2 separate regions of the Ovis aries genome follow, and region 2 is linked to region 1. A link is a contact called in public Hi-C data. All regions are on one chromosome and are shown on one strand. The core of a region is the stretch at or near the end of the contact, and the rest is flanking DNA. Distances in the headings are between cores, read along the strand shown.

What was found. A called contact is a pair of places that touch in the nucleus more often than the background predicts.
Region 2: a contact with region 1 is called in a Hi-C map of tail adipose tissue, with 1.8 times the contacts expected there. The contact joins the promoter of MDFIC here to the enhancer-like site in region 1. A contact is called at or near these places in 5 of 16 Hi-C or Micro-C datasets (omental adipose tissue, retroperitoneal adipose tissue, skin fibroblasts and 1 more).

The regions. Positions count from the first base shown.
Region 1 is chr4:54,994,027-54,998,500 of ARS-UI_Ramb_v3.0, forward strand. The region is part of intron 4 of MDFIC (MyoD family inhibitor domain containing); the gene reads right to left. Among named protein-coding and RNA genes, the nearest start is that of MDFIC, 86 kb to the right of the region's middle. Within about 2 kb of position 2,510, at least 27 of the 54 cell types and tissues checked have an H3K27ac peak or open chromatin away from gene starts, as enhancers often do. A contact at or near this core is called in tail adipose tissue, where this site is marked.
Region 2 is chr4:55,080,145-55,084,618 of ARS-UI_Ramb_v3.0, forward strand. It overlaps MDFIC (MyoD family inhibitor domain containing), which reads right to left and starts at 2,306. Exons shown (of 5, transcript XM_042248573.1): 1 at 1,968-2,306; 2 at 1,496-1,684. The coding sequence starts at 1,580.

The DNA of each region.
Region 1 (4,474 bases), core at 1,260-3,759:
GCTGGTGTGGGAATGACTACTTTTAACACTTCGTACATCTTCCTGGAGGAGGTCAGTTATAAATAACTAATTTCTGCTGATTTGTCTTGCTGATCTTGTTTTCAGCCTCGATTCATGTTTTCTTTCTAAAGATGAATCTGAATTTTAGTTTTAATGAAGACTTGATAATAAATGTTATCCTCAAGAAAGAGCAAAGTTGATGAGTTGGAGAACTCATAAATTTCCAGTCACATTGGTGAAATGGACAAAAAAGCATAGGCAGCCAAGACAGAGATGGTGTCTCAATCAAAGTAATCTAAATTTAAAACTTTAAAATTAACGTATGAACAGGAGCAATGTAGAGAGTAAATAGGAACTCTACTGGTATACAGTCATGACAGATTTTTAAAAAATAAGCTTTTTTTGCAGATATTAAAACTTACAAAAATAGTTATCCTATCCTGCCTAATTTACTGGAAAAGCACTTTGGGCTGCTCTGAAAAATCAAATCTGAATAAGCCACAATTCAAAATTCATTTCAGAGATTAAAGTGACATTAGCAAGGTGCATTCATAGAGACATCTACCAAAACCACATCCATTTTCTGTACTTTATAAGTAGAAAAATACTCAGATATAACAACAAAGAAGGAACAAGCCAAAAAACGAATCCCTAAATCCTATCAAATCAGTGTAATAACCTGATTTGTATTCCTTGCCAAAAGGATTTTTCTTTCCAGTTGTGTTCTGGAAAGGGTAGTTTGATTGTGACTGGAGGTAATGAAAAGGTTAAAATAATCTAAGAAGAAATAGCAGTTATAGTTTACCACCCCTCTCATCCCCAGGGGGATGGAAAATCATAAAAGGCATTAAGTTGTTGGTTTTATTTGAAGCAAAGAGAGGATTATAAGAATTAACAAACTAAGAAGACTTAAATGGAGAAACAAACTAAAAAAGATGAGTCCTCTGCATCCATGTAGTTCACTGTGAGAAATAATTGTTTTTCCCCCTGTTCTTGTGGTTTTTCATTTTTATGGTTTTATTCGGTCATATTTGTAGTTTTTTGCCAAAAGCGTTTAACCTTTGAGAAGCCAACTAGGTTCTGGGAAGGATGCCTTTTCCAAACTGGGCCCAAAAGAATTGCACAATTCAGTGTATTACTGAGAGGAGAATTCAGCACAAGACTGACAGCTACTGTAAATTTAGGAAAACAAAGAAACACATCAGCAGCTAAGGAGCTAAAAAGAAAGCATAAAAGGAAATCTTTGGCACAGTGTTTGATTAAAAAAAAAAAAGCTATTACAGATTACTTGCAGACACAAACCCAAACAAAATCTTTGAGTCCTCTGGAAGGTCATCAATGTTAAATCCATGCAGCTGGCATATCTGGCAAGGGTCTGTTATAGCTTCCCAATGCCATGAAGGTAACAACTGAACCTTATTTAAACAGCATCTTAGATGACTATTGGAAATATCTGTGACTGATTTGAGGCTCTTTGCTCTCTTTAAAATGAGACTGAGATTTATTTTAAAATGAGATTTATTTTTGTAAGGATACATGAGTTTAATAATAAAATTATCCCAAATTGATTTACCCAAATCATTGGTGGCCCGAAATACTAGGCAAATGGGGTCGCACAGAGTTGGACACAACTGAAGTGACTTAGCAGCAGCAGCAGCATGAGAAAAGCAATTTGTTTTAGTGAAAGGAACCCAAAGAGCCATCAGAAAACTCTGCACAGTAAACTCAGCTGTATTCTTAATAAGTCTATTTTTTTAGTTTCCTTCTTTTAAGATGTGGTATGACAGGTGCTTTGAATTTCTTGGAACAAAGACACCAAACAGCAGAGTACAGGGAAGGGCAAAGAACAGTGAATTCTGAGAATAACCCACAACCCATTTTTGAGCAAAGGCAGGTCTGTATGTGTCTTATCTTGAGTAATCTCTAATAACATTTCCTATGACTGAAAATGCTTGAAACTACTTTCTTAATCAGGTCTCCATCATGTAAACTATATACAAAGAAACGGGTTCATTATTTTTTTTCCAATAGGCCAATGATATGCCAAGGAGCAAATGCAGATTGAAACATGAGCAGTCAGTTATGTGTAATTACTAATTCAGGAAACTGTATTGTGATCAAACCTGACTCTAGCTTTACAATCAGAGAACCCACAGGTGACTCCTGCTGAGGCTCACATGCACCCTGGGACAAAGAGCGACTCACCACGCAGGGTAAGAGGCATTCCTCTACCCAGATACTGCTTTGCTCCAACTGTTTCTCAATAAAATCCAAAAGCAGGCTGAAAGTGGGTTTTGGTCATCCTGAATTGCAGCCAGGATGGCTAAGTTAGTATCTGGCCTCTGTGAAAGTCAGCTGTGAGGGATGAGACACAGACATCTCTAGGGAGTTCCGCTCTTCAAGTGATTGTGGGGGCAGGAAATATTTACTAAGACGGTACGGTAGCTCAGCTCTAAGGAGCTGTGTGTCTTCAAGCCAGAGGACGCACGGCATTCTGGCCTATGGCCCTAGAATGACCTGCTGCTTGCATAAATTGGCCTGAAGTACGCCTCCCACACAGAGCCCTCTGGCACACTGCTGTCCCAGCGAGGCCATGCATCTTAGCCAAAACACAGTCAAGATTTTCCTAGTAGGGAAGAAAGTGAGATAGGTCAGGAGGTAAAAGAAAGAGAGCAAGTTACGTTTTCCACTGCAGCATCAAGACCACACTTAGAGAAACAACAATAACCTTTACTATTATCTTTCCTCTAAATGAACTCAAAAGAACTGGAGCAAAAACAGCACCATTCTCCCCCACCCCACAGAGAGACTCCTTGATCATTTTCCTAACACGTGTCCAAGTCCTGGAGTCCCTTTTCCTCCTATGGGAAGTGCATTCATATTTTAAATTACATAAGTGGAGAGCAGTTTTTTTTTTTTTTAATTCTCTGCTTTGTTGATCCTGCTGCTTGATTTGCAGCTGATTGATCAAAATATTCCAAATTCTCAGGAAAATTTGATCCAGTGATTGTTGGTCATGACTTAACTGTAACCCTGATTCAAGCAGTTCTTTCTAGAGTCACCTTTTATAAAGTCTAAGAAGGAAACAAAAAGTGAAACAAAGTTTCCTAGGAGCTTTAGAGAGAAATCTGTCAGGGAGTAACATGCTGAGTTAGTAGAAGTGTTTAATTTAAAACACATTAGAAGAAAAGTATGTGGGCAGTGACGCAGCAAAAGAAAAGTGAAAAAATATCAATGGTGCAAGTATTATTTATATTAGTTTATTGAATCTCTATATTTAAAATCATATATTTGATAGCTGGTAATAAGTTACTGTTAGCAAAGGGTTAAGATAAGGATTAAAAGAGACAATGTATACAAAGTACTCAGTAAAGAATTTTTCATGTAAGTACTTAATAAATATTATTACTGCAATAACAATGATGACGATGGTACAATATTTATTCTAGAGAGGCTACAACTCTCTACCTTTCAATGTATTCTTCACTCTGATTACCACACCAAAATAGAGCCATTCTATTTTAACCTAAGGAGGTTTATTAAAGGCTCTGTTCTTAGTTCAAATACTTAAAAAAGAGACTCAAGAAGGCAATTCTAAGAGAATTTGCAGAAGAGTGGAGCAGAAATCTGCCTGGAAAGATTTAGTCAATCTTGTGTGTTTGGCTACAGCAGGAGATTTAAAAATAATAATCTTTTCCCATATTTAAACTATTATCCATTTATTTTCTCAGGAAGCTAGAAAGCAAAGACAGTAAAACCATACTTGAACCTACTCAGTGCTGACTTTATTAGTTGGCCAGTTGAAATATCTCCAATCCAAAAAGTTTAATTAGTAGGAAGGTTGACTTTAACTTTTGGATAACAAAATCTACTTTAGATCTTAAAAGCATTTTCCTAGAAAGAATCACTACATAAACAGTCTGCTAAAGTTGGTCACAATATTATCTATTTTTAGGACAAAAAATAAGTATAAGAAAATATATATTTGCATAAAAATGATGTAAGAAATCTCTCCCCAAAGCTTAATATTTTCCCATTTTTATTTTTGCCACTGTGTTTATTTTACAATTTACCTTTCAGCCTCACATTTTCTGATTTGTGCTTGTTTAAATATTGTGCCAAGGTATATAATGAAAAAGAATCAGCATTTTTTTTTTAAGCCATGTGGGTCTCCTACTTGGGTTATCTTATAAATGGTGATAATAATATAAACAGTAAACAGTAAAATAACACTTTTGCCATATGGGATTCTATTTATTCACTTTTATTGATGTGTAATTTACATATAGTATATTAGTTTCAGGTATACAGTGTAATGATTCCATATTTGTATATTCTGCAAAATGATCACCACAGTGTGTCTCAGTAACATCCATCATCGTATATAATTACAGATCTTTTTTCTTTCAGAGAAACTTTCAAATATGTAATACAGTACTACTAATTATAGTCAATCCACACAACTTATTTCATA
Region 2 (4,474 bases), core at 1,056-3,555, 86 kb after region 1:
TAATCCAAGAGTTTCCACACTGATAATGTGTTACATGCAGTCCACAGTTTTCTTCAGAACATTCTAGAGGGTGGCTTCCTAAAAACATATCATGCAATACCTTACATCATTACATCTGCACAGATGGATTAGGTATCACTGCAACTCCTACTGACTTTAAAATGTATATTTTTAAAGTTGGACATTGCAGATATCGTTAGTTCTAAGTCCATTGTTTTTCTAGTGTGTTTGAGCTTGATTTTTGACATAAGCATTTGTTAACACTAGTGATTAACAGCTCAAGTGTGAACCTGAACAACCCATCAAGGAGCCCATATGACTACTGAGGACATGCCTAATGACAAGAAAACAATTGCCTTGGCAATATAATGTGCAGAACATGGGCTGCTTCTGGGAAAACATGTTTATCATTCTAGTTCTGATTTTCTCTATTTAGGAAAAATGACTCACTGTTTAGAAGCAAAAAAACAACGATAAACATAATTCAATTTAACAGCCTTTGAATGCCAGGACATTTTAATTTAGCCATGGATGTTTTCTGCTTTTACCTAATGTGGGTTCAACACTAACTTCTCTTCCACTTTTTACTGCTTTAACAAAAAGAATCCCAAGAAGCTCATGACATTATTCTTAAGGCTGGGGGGCTGGGAGGGTATCAGGCTTGAAATCAAGATTTAAAAATAGGTTTCTGAACCCTGGAAAATTATTTAGTTTATATGAGTCAGAACCCTTTAAAGCAGAGTCACACTAAGAGGAAGATACATAGGATTAAGATCCTTTCTCTCTGTCGCCAACATGAAGTATGTTACCTTCAAGAGAAGATCCTGTCTGATTTGTGTATAAGCTTCTTGTGGAAGTTCCCCAGGAACAGGAGTACTTATTTTTTTTTTTTTTTACAGACTGTATTTGTTTATAACTTGGATGAACACAAAGAGCTAATTCATTCTTGGAAAACATTTCTTTTGAAGCCTGTTTATTTCAAAACAAAAACAGCTATTGAAAGCATATGCATGAGCCATTCCAAAGCAACTGGTCACAGAAACCTGGATTATCAAAGCTGCAGAGGAGCCCACAAGAAATAGAAAGATGAAGGGAGAGTGCAGGTTTCTCAAAGAGCAGCGGCAGTCCTGGATCTGCTGAAGACACAGAACTTAAGTGGTGGGGAAGCGCTTCGGAGCCCACACTGTTGGGTCTTGGGCCCTGAAATGCATATGTTTAAGAAAGTAGTGATCCTGTACACATCCAGTTTCTCGGCAGCCAAAGAAGGGGGAGTGGAGAGATCAGCGGATCCCGCCCTCTTATCCGGTTGTTGATCTGAGGCTGCGATCCTGGAGAACTTGATTGAATAATGCTAACTATGCAAAAGTTCACTACGACGAGGTAGGCTCAGTCCTTGCACCAATTCCCCACACACAGATTCCAAGCAGTAAATGTGCGAACACATTTTAAAATGCAACAGTGACAAAGGAGCTCGCAACTTGCAAGCGACACTCACCCTGGGCTGGGGCGCCCAGCCGGCCACCGCCAGCCTCAGCCCCGCGCTGGGGCCCGGGAGCCAGGGCTTCGCCCGCGCCGGACATGGGCCGCTCCACTGAGCCCTCGCCGCGCCTCCGCCTAGCTCGCCGCCCTTCGGGGTCGATGCACCAGGGGCTGGGAGGTGTTGGGTGCTGGGAACTGAATGCTTCTGGCGAGGATTGGGAAAAAAAAAAAATGTTTTGAGAGAAGAGCACACCACCCCTGCGGGACATTCCCTCCCCCTCTGCTTCCCTTCCCCAAACCCCACCCCGGGGAAGTTTTGATTTGAAACCCGGGAGGAAAACTGTTACCCAGCAAGTTGACAGCAGTGAGTCCTAGCAGACAGAAGGGGGGCACTCAAGGGGGAGGCGCTGGAAGGGAGATCTGATTTGGGAGCAGCTCGGGGAGGGGATCAGACCCCTCCTCCTCCCGCCAAGAGCATCACCACCTACCTCGGCATCCCCCCAACACACTCAAAGCCCTTTCCTCCTCCTCCTCCTCCTCCTCCTCTTCCGCCTCGGAAAGTTAGCGAGGCTCCGGCAGGGGCCGCAGGTCGCGGTGGCTTGACGGCGGCAGGCAGCCGCCTCTGGGTGTCCCTCCCAGCCTCCGTCCCGCTCAGCAGACACCTCAGTGGCGGCAACGGCAGCAGCCGCTCCTCTGACTCCGTGCTCTCCGCCCCCTCTTTACAGTCAGCTCAGCCCGGCCGGTTCCCCTCCGAGGGGACTCTTGCCCCTTTGCCTCTCTTTCCCCCTTCCACCACTCCTGCACTCCAGAAACACTTCTCGCTCTGTGGCGCCTTTTCATCATATCCGGATCAGAGAGGCCTTGAACTCTTGGCTCTCTGCCCCGAGGCTGGGGGCGGTGCGACCCGGGCTCGGCCTCCGGGTGCCTCACGCCTGGCTCTGTCTGGGTCAGGAGGCCAAAGCCCTACGGGGTTGGCGCTGGGCGGGGTGGGGTGGGAGTGTCTTCCCGGGGGAAGGAGGGAGTTGGCTATTCCCTGGCTGCCCAAGAGTGCCCCCCACTCAGAGAGTCACCTCATCCCTCTCCCCACTCCTGGCCCAGACCCACTGACATTATGGGAATGCCTTGAAGGAAGTAGAAGCCTTCAGGGTGGACAATGCCAAATGAAAAAGTATCACTTTCCTGATAGAATACAGAAAGAGCAGTTTTGAAACCCTGACCCCTAGCAGAGCGATTAATCTCTTCATCTCTGGCTCTGAAGAAGTCTTTATTCTGTTTTTCAGTTCTTTGTTTATGTTGGTCAAACAGGATCCCAGACAGGAAAAACCTGTTGCAGCTGCCAGAAGACTCAAGAGGCATCCAGGAAAAGGGTGACACCCTTGAGGATGCTCTGGCCCTGGTCTCAAACCGCGGCTATATCAGGGCAAGTATCTCCTCCACAGATGACTTCTGTGGGGAGATAAACTTGTGGTCAGAAGTAAAAAGCTGACAACTCTCCATTTATAAAGGAGATGTTCTGATTGCAGTTTAATCTGATGAGCCAAGAATAACATCTATAAAATAATTTGCAGATACAGTGTACTTCAGATAACTATTGCTCTTTATTCGTTGCGAGTGAAATGCAAAATTTGTAGAAAGCTAGAATAAATTCATTCCCTGACTCTTTAGGACAAGAGTAATTTACAGTAATGTTATCAAAATTGGAGAAGATGCACGTTGGACACATCTTCCTTCTAGGGGTAGCAATAATATCCCAGGAATTTCATCTCTTCAAGAAACCAACTGGAATTGGTTCCAATTGATTAAGAAGACGTATTACTTGCCTATGAACAATCAGTATAGCCAAACTTACTTTCAATTAAACCTGAAAAATTGTCTTTGAAATTTCTGATGACAGTTATTGAAACCATATTCTGCCCCAAAAGGCGGATGACATTCTGCCCAATAACCTATGACTAATAAATGCTTTTATTATTTTTAAGTTTAGAGATTTCAGGAATGGTGTGTGTAAAAGTACCTGAACTGAAAAATTTGTCTGGAGGCCTGGACTGTTTGAAGTCCACTTGATGCAAACAGATCAATTCTGAGGGCAACTGCATTACCATTAGAGAGCAAACACTGAGGAAACTTGGTATCTAGATTCTATTCTATCCCTATTTTATTTATTTCTCTGTCTTTTAAAAAATACCCTCATTAAGGTGTTAAACTCCATGAATACTTACGAAACTATAGCACTCTTCTAGAAAGTCATAGTCAGTGATAACTATTTGTTACTTTAATTGCACACAGTACTTAATGTTGCACACACGGTAGGTGTTTCAATTAAAAACTCCTTGAATTGAATTTAAACACCTTACCCTCTAATGGGAAAGAAATTCAAATAAAAATATTAGGAACAAAGGAGACTCTACGTGGTAGAATCACCAAAACAGTCCAATACTGTATCTTGCTCAGTAAGACTTTGAGTAAGTCAGTCAACCTCTCTGTGTCTTGGTTGCCTCATAAATGAGACTATTAAGGTACCCCTTCATAGGTCCCATATGGACTAAATAAGATAATTTTCAGGAGATTATCAGATACGAGGAAAATACTCAAAATATTAACTGTTACTATCAGCAGAAGCATGTTACTGAGTAATGCTGAACTTGGCATAATGATGTCACAAGGGCCACATCAAAATAACAGGTGACCGTGCCTGGTGTACATGTGCAGTCTATACACAAGCGGTCTCAAAGACTTCTTGACATCAGCCCTTTCAGTACCTTGTCAGGCTTACACTGCTAGGATTTACAGTTCAAGGCTAACTGAAAGTCTATCTTATGTCTTTAGGTAAACTCAGGTCTTCCTCCATACGCCTTGTGTTTGACACCCAGGAACTGAGCGTGGACTCCCCAGTGTTCATCAGACAGTCTACTTACCCAGTCCCTTGCTCTATTTGTTCAGTCATCTGTCTCAATACTTAGCTTAGTTCCTAAAGAGCACTACAGTGCCCTTATCC